Linked DNA regions of Salmo salar: region 2 is linked to region 1. A link is a contact called in public Hi-C data. All regions are on one chromosome and are shown on one strand. Each heading gives the region's core, a stretch centred on a gene start, on an enhancer-like site or on the middle of the called end of the contact. The rest is flanking DNA. Distances are from core to core; before and after follow the strand shown. Region 1 has its middle 32 kb from the start of LOC106584423. Region 2 holds the start of ssbp4 (single stranded DNA binding protein 4).

Region 1 (3,742 bases), core at 515-3,014:
TGATTCCAATTATGGCCATAGCAGGAGCTCATGCTGGTTGCTGACTTTTGACGTTGGGCAGATGGACAGATGGATGGAGAGGTTGATGTAAGTGTTAATAAAGATCAGTTGGGAACAGCGCTTAGGTCCTCCTTTCGGCACGTACGCAACATGCAACACTAAGTCCAAAAGGAGACGAACTCCAATGAGTCTATCTATTCTAGACTGCCAACCGAGCAGATGGATAAACAATTGGAAAACTGTTGAAACTTAACTGATTTATTGTTTTATTTCAAAAGGAATGAATTTAATTCAGCATTTCAAGTCACTGGTGTAAACTAGATTTAGCTATAGAAGATCATGACAGAGAATCGATTTGTGATAACATGTTTCTTCTGTTGTTTGATAGCTTGAACTCTATCTAATAGGTAGCCTAATCTGAAAAATGATCAAACTGGCTCAATCTCTCTTAAATGAAAGAAACTGCTTTCCTCATAAACCTCTAAGGATAAAATGTATGTTTACTGTTTAATCACTTCCACAACCAAAGAGGCTGAACTTTGATAAAAACACTTTGTCTCTCTGTTGGTGCCCTATGTTCAACTGGTGTTGTTGTTTAAAGAGATCAATGGTTTCAGGTGTATTGTTGTTCATTTCAGACATTAAGATAGGAAATGCTCAACTTTGACTTCTGGAGTGATAGTAGTTCATAACAAGACATTGATCAATTCAAAGAAAACATTGCGCAATGCCATGACCATGAACTTGAATCCATTTCTTAGTAATGGTTGCGTCTCCATTATGAAAAGGATCTGAGACTTGCCAGTTACTAAGTTATAACAGTCCATTGAAAGACCAAACACATGTTGAGATACCAGACAGAACATGCTGTTGTTGTAGGATTAAATGTTCCTATATTACTGTTTCAATCCACGGTCTCGCAAACGTTAAGAGAAACAGCAATTATCAATGAGAAGTGAAAAAAGTTAGATAACGTTATGACAGTATTGAAAATACATTGTCAAAAAAGAATGGGGGTGGTAGGCCGATACATAGTGAATTCATCTGAGCATCATGGGGCAGACATGGCCATTTACATAGCACTCACTGTGTAAAGTCAAAATGATTAGTGACTTGATTGCAGTGTACAGTATATCATTAGGCTAATTTATTAATTCTCTGTAATATGATTGTAAAAAGCAACAAAGACCGATAAAGAAATATGCATGAATTAGTGACATCATACAAAGACCACCCCTCTTTATATGTTGCCCCCATCAATCAAATTATTGTCACGCTTCCAGCTTAGGGCTGTGATTATTGCATGAACCATGAGGAATCAGTGAAATGAACAAATTCCTATTATCAAGCGCTCACAATAATCACAAATATCTCTACTCCATAGACCACAATTATTGGTACAGAATATGTGTCCTTTAATATCATATTTAGTTAATTATTCAATGCATTATGGTATGATATGATATATTGTTACAACAATGATAGTATCAGTGTGTAAACAGAAGGTATAGGTGATTATGTTCAATAGGTTATTCTTCCGATTATAGTACAGGATAGCTCTTTTGTGTTCAATAATTTAATGGTATATAGGAAAACAATCATATTTATGGGGTTTAATGTTTGGGCGGCACACTATTCTATATTTCCCCTTTATCAGCTAAAGGCTTTAGTTATTTACTTTAAAATTGACTAATTTCTTATTCCAGCGGAGGGAGGAATGGACACTGACTTGAACAGCTGCTTCATGACCCAAAAAACTGTCAGTCTTTCCCTGGAATAAATTGTGGAATGTTCCATTTTTCAAAGCGGGGGACAGAAACTGTGAGAAATAAGAAAACCGAGAGATAACCATTTAAAACACTATTATTTTGGCAGTCAGTAAAACGAAATAAGGTTTATAACATTATTATTAAGTATTTTATTCTCCAAATATTATTTATTTATCATAAACGAAGAGATAGACTTTAGATTAGTAATACACACCCCGCTCGAAAAAGCGCAGATTCGAGTAGGCTCATAGTAGAATCAATTCACAGAGAGGGTAGCTTGAAACCGGCAACTCATGCCTGTGCACGGAGTTTGTAGAGTGGCGTGTCGGGCAGTTTGGAGTTTAATAGTCCGAATAGCATCCGTACAATGTAGTCTGTCTATCCATACATATGAATACATGTAACAGTTAAAAACGAATATTATTATCGTTTTAAATACAGATGTTTAGCCCAGGAAGAAGAGCGCAAATACGGGTTAAAAATTAAACAGAATTTGTTGTTACCAAACTATCTTGTCATAACTTTTTTGCTTGCTTGCTCGTGTATGTATGTGTGTGTGTGTGTGAGGTGTTTCTAACTTTCCCTGTCAATTTAACTACAAATACTGAATAGTCTGTCATCAGGCAATACTCATCTTTGCAGTGACAGAACATTATATAGTAATAACACCCATGCACGATGACAGAGTTGCCAGACCTGGATTAGGCTACAGTTCACAGGCATGTTTTGCACCTGTGAATGGCCACATTTGAAATTGATACAATGTCTTAGCATATTTTAATTGCAACTGACAATGTGTCCACCAAACTATCACAGATTTGAATAGTTACATAGCAATTTCAAGGTATCACTCTCCTTGAAAATGGTTCCTCACTCAGCTAGTAGTGGGTATTGATTATAGCCCACATTGAATTATGGAAAACAGTCCCCTTAAGTGTTTACCCATGAGAGATCTGTCAGGAGCTGTTACTAGGGTCAGGAGATTTTCCTGTGAACTGACCAGGAAAAAAATCCTAGCCCTTATTATTACCTATAGCACCCAGAACTTCAGTCCCAAAACAAGACTGTATTTTCTGTTCAGATGCCCCATACACTCACCATTTATCATAATCTCACATTTATTTAAATCCCTGACATTGTCTTACAAATTAAATATCTTACTGTGGCACATCTACAATAAAAGTTTATTAATTCCAGTTTGGCACTTTTGAATAGGTTGTCTGTCCAGGGATTTTGTTTTCTTGACCATAGTGTTTTAACTACATGAAGAAGTACAGAAAGGTGAAGCTTCCTCTCCCTAACACAGGAGTTTTGTGTTACATTGTAATTAGATTGTAGGTCGAACGACAATTGAGGATCAGATAGAATCTTTCAAAGTCTGTCCTTGCCTGTCTTCACAGGATACCAGTAGAAACAACATAATACACCTTATGTACATCTCAAATTTCACACAGATATCAGAAGAGTGGGTCACCCAGTGCTTGTGGCCTGTTTTGACCTGATGAGAGATTGTTTTAGTTTTGTCACACGTTTTGCTCTTATATGGAGGCATATAAGCAGACAATGAAAGCTCTTACAGTATTCGATGATGACTAAATTATGAGGGGAAAAGGGACCAAATTATTAGGGTGAGACACATGGACTACTAACAGCTTACTATACAACATACACTTAGTATTACTTTCTTAGCTACAGTATACATATCTCCCTGGCATATTACATAATTTATGCAGCAGCCTACAAGACATTTTTGAATTCACTTTGTTGTGCTGTGCTCACTTGAACAGGAAGATGGCGCAGCGCGTCCTTCATGGGCTAATGTCATCAAACTTTGTCATCAAAGTCTGGCATTCTCTGGATTTATGGTGCTTTCAAGACAATTGGGAACTCGGTCAAATCATGATGACGTCAATGATCTTCAGGTTGGAGCTCTAGAAAGAGGCCTGATTTCCCGACATGCAATTATGAGTTGG
Region 2 (3,742 bases), core at 826-3,325, 45 kb before region 1:
CATCATAATGTTTGATGGTTTTTGCGACTGCATTTGAAGAAACTCTCAGAGTTCTTGAAATTTTCCAGATTGACTGACCCTCATGTCTTAAAGTAATGATGGATTGTTGTTTCTCTTTGCTTATTTGAGCTGTTCTTGCCATAATATGGACTTGGTATTTTATCAAATAGGGCTATCTTCTGTATACCTCCCCTACCTTGTCACAACACAACTGATTGCTCAAACGCATTAAGAAGGAAAGAAATTCCATAAATTGACTTTTTACAAGGCACACCCGTTAATTTAAATGCATTCCAGGTGACTACCTCATGAAGCTTGTTGAGAGAATGCCAAGAGCATGCAAAGCTGTCATCAAGACAAAGGGTGGCTACTTTGAAGAATATAAAATATATTTTTATTTGTTTAAAACCTTTTGGGTTACTACATGATTCCATATGTGTTATTTCATAGTTTTGATGCCTTTACTATTATTCTACAATGTAGAAAATAGTAAAATAAAGAAAACCCCTTGAATGAGTAGGTGTGTCCAAACTTGACTGGTACTGTATTTTAAACAAAATACAAACATCTGGATAAGCATCAAAAGCCTACATAGGAGAGTTTGAAATGAGGTACTGTTTCTCCATGATAAACGTACTGTATTTATTCATGCAGGAGAAAAAAAGCAACATGAGAAGCACTGCTATCCAGGTGCCTTGATCGACGTCTCCACATTATCTTTGTGATCTTGGGACAACAAACTCGGTTCATAGTTGTGACAGTCATCGTTACATCATGTGTGCAGGCTAAATATGTAACAAAGTGATGACCATATCAGGATCACAACACAATAGCTTGTGTCGCATAGAAAGCAACAAAGTACATAAGATGTTGCCTTTATGCAAAGCACTGGTTAAAATCTGTGCCTCCACTTATAATCAAAATCGTTAATTTGACACTTTAAAAGTTATGGCAGTTTCTTTGCCTTCCCCCAAAGAGGATAAAGGCTTAGCTTGTACTATGATATAGCCATTATTAATATTCAAAGCCTCACAAATTAGACACTTTGATATTTGGACAAATTAGTTCAAAAGGATTGAGGTTATTTTGTTCGTAAGTGTTAGTCCAAGGCTTTTCAAACATTTTACAGTAACACTCCTCTTAACATTGGTGTTAGGCTGCATTGCTTACATATACCACGCTTACAAGTTTACGTAGGTGTAACTAAAGTTTATTTAACAGTCAAGTCAGAACTTCTGTTCATTTGCTCAGGTGGGATGTCCAGCACAAATTCTTCATTAACACGAATGGAGTAAGAAGAAATCTATAATAAGACGTCTAGAGAAGATATCTAGTAAACCTACTGTATGGGTCGATTGCGTTTTAAAAATCCCTAGAAACTCGTCTCTCAAAACTTTGCACATTCAAACAATATGTGAGTCTGCGTCCATGCTGCATGCAACTGCTTACAGAAAAACAACATACTTAGATTCCATATCTTCTAAAATAGAATGTCATGCACAAAATCGTTGTTCGAAGTAGCAATTACGTTATTTCTTGCAATCGCTGCATGGGCGCTATATTTGATATTTACATTCTAGACAGCGATACATTTATAACCCCAAATGAACAACTATTCGGTTGATTGCGATAATGTTGCGATCATGTTTTAATAAATATCCTCTAAAAGAACGAGAAAGTAGAAGAAGAAAAAAAAGTTAGAGACGTACCACCGCGGGAGCAAACAACACTCAGGAGAGCGAGTGAGTAATGTACAGACCTATACATTATGGTAGCTATAGTTTAGAAAGTTGGAGATTCCTTTTAACCAGGTGAAACTCTTAAATAGTGCATAATTCACTTACTTTTCTCTCGCTTGGCTATCGGAAGGGACGACAGCTCCTTTACCTTTAGCGTACATGCTGGATTCTGTTTTAAGACTTTTACCCCACTCAACACCTGTCAAAGAAAGCAGCCAGCCAAACGTTCTATCTCCATAGCTACCCCTTTAGTGTTTTTCCTTATCCTCCTCCTCCCCCCTCCTCCTCCTCCTCCTTTTTTTCACATCTCCAACATTGGCCACAAATCAGGCACAGTTTCTATTGGGGGAACTTGAAACAGACCGGTGGTGGATTTTTTTCCCCCTCAACCGCTGTTCGAGAATGCATTCACACTCCCTCCGCTAGGGAATGGTGGGGGCTTCTTAAAGGGGAACGCACACGCTTCTTGTTTACTGACCTCAGAAACATGTAAGCAATTGAGATAGGAAAAACTGAAGTCCTCCATTTAGGCCAGCATTTCCCAAACTCGCCCCCTGGGATCCCAAAGGGGGCACGTTTTGGTTTTTGCCCTATCACTAACTGATGGTTTACATTTCTCAAATCATAAATTCAAAAAGGACTACTGGATTGACCAAAGGCTCAAGCCCGTTTTATCCGCACACCAAAATTGACTTAATTTACTGGGCAGTCCTAGGTAGCTGAGGGGTTGGACAAATACATTTCATGGTAGCTAATTGAATTACACAAATAGCCAAACTGACCATTGTGTGAAAGGCTACTGCCTGCGTGAAAACGTATCAAAATAATGAGTCGCAGTCTCCCCAAAATGTAGCAGTTACAGTGTTGTGCTTCGCAACTGAGTCAATTATGTATTATTATTTTTGAATGAGGACATCATTTTGCCTGTTGGTGAGCCAAAGTAGATATTTAGTGTGTGCTTAGTGTTGTAGGAGTTGTTGTCATCTCTTGCTTAGTGTTGTACCAATTCTTTAGTGATTCATAGAATCACATGATGAGGAACCTTGTCTGGGACATAAAAAACATTGTAGTCTTCAGACCAAAAGCTAGTTGGAGGGGTGAGCATCAACAGCCAGGGTTTAAACCAGTCGGTTACATTGGTGCCATGACCTGTATCAAAGAGCTGAGGTTGATGATGAGAGGAGTTTAAAGGGGAGTGAATGTAAAGCAGGCAGCTAGTCTGGAGAGTTGTAGCCTTTGCCTGTCGAGTAACCTCAACTGAGAGACCTAAAAAGTCAACTGCCCCCCCTTCTTATTGTCAGTTGTTGCCTCAACTTATTTTCAATGTCACCTAATGATCGATTTGAATTGCTACGTTCTGCCTCTATCGTTAAGATCCTAAGTGGCTGGGGGTGGAGCTACTCAGGTTCAATTATTTATTGTTTTGATATGGTTAAAAATAACCCTCATAGACCACCACACTGCACCGAGCAACCTTCCTCTGTAGCAAACGTCTTTGTTATACAATGTCAATAGAAACACAATGGATATGTGTAGTGTAGCAACCATTTCAGATATTCTACAGTTGGAAGAAAAAATCTATAAATTGCTGTCCAGCAGAGGAATTCCCCCAGCTCCTCCCATTGTGGGGGGGCCAAATGATAATTAATCACAGGTTGAATAATTTAATGCAGAGCAAACGGATGCCTTCATTTTAGTCATTTAGCAGACACTCTTATCCAGAGCAACTTACAGTTGTGAATGCATACATTTTCATACATTTGTTTTTTGTATTGGCCCCCCATGGGAATCGAACCCACAACCCTGGCGTTGCACACACCATGCTGGCGTTGCACACACCATGCTCTACCAACTGAGCCACAGGGAGCCTATTTCTCAGCACCTGCCTTAGGAAGTGTGTGTGTGTGTGTGTGTGTGTGTGTGTGTGTGTGTGTGTGTGTGTGTGTGTGTGTGTGTGTGTGTGTGTGTGTGTGTGTGTGTGTGTGTGTGTGTGTGTGTGTGTG

The links. Hi-C and Micro-C count contacts between places; a contact is called where the count stands out from the background.
Region 2: a Hi-C map of blood shows a contact between it and region 1, with 16 times the contacts expected there. The contact joins the promoter of ssbp4 here to the enhancer-like site in region 1. A contact is called at or near these places in 3 of 3 Hi-C or Micro-C datasets (blood, gill and muscle).

The regions. Positions count from the first base shown.
Region 1 is chrssa23:32,151,288-32,155,029 of Ssal_v3.1, reverse strand. No RefSeq gene overlaps it. Among protein-coding and RNA genes, the nearest start is that of LOC106584423, 32 kb to the right of the region's middle. Within about 2 kb of position 1,764, at least 4 of the 13 cell types and tissues checked have an H3K27ac peak or open chromatin away from gene starts, as enhancers often do.
Region 2 is chrssa23:32,196,830-32,200,571 of Ssal_v3.1, reverse strand. ssbp4 (single stranded DNA binding protein 4) reads right to left here and starts at 2,075. Exons shown (of 18, transcript XM_014169744.2): 1 at 1,845-2,075. The coding sequence starts at 1,900.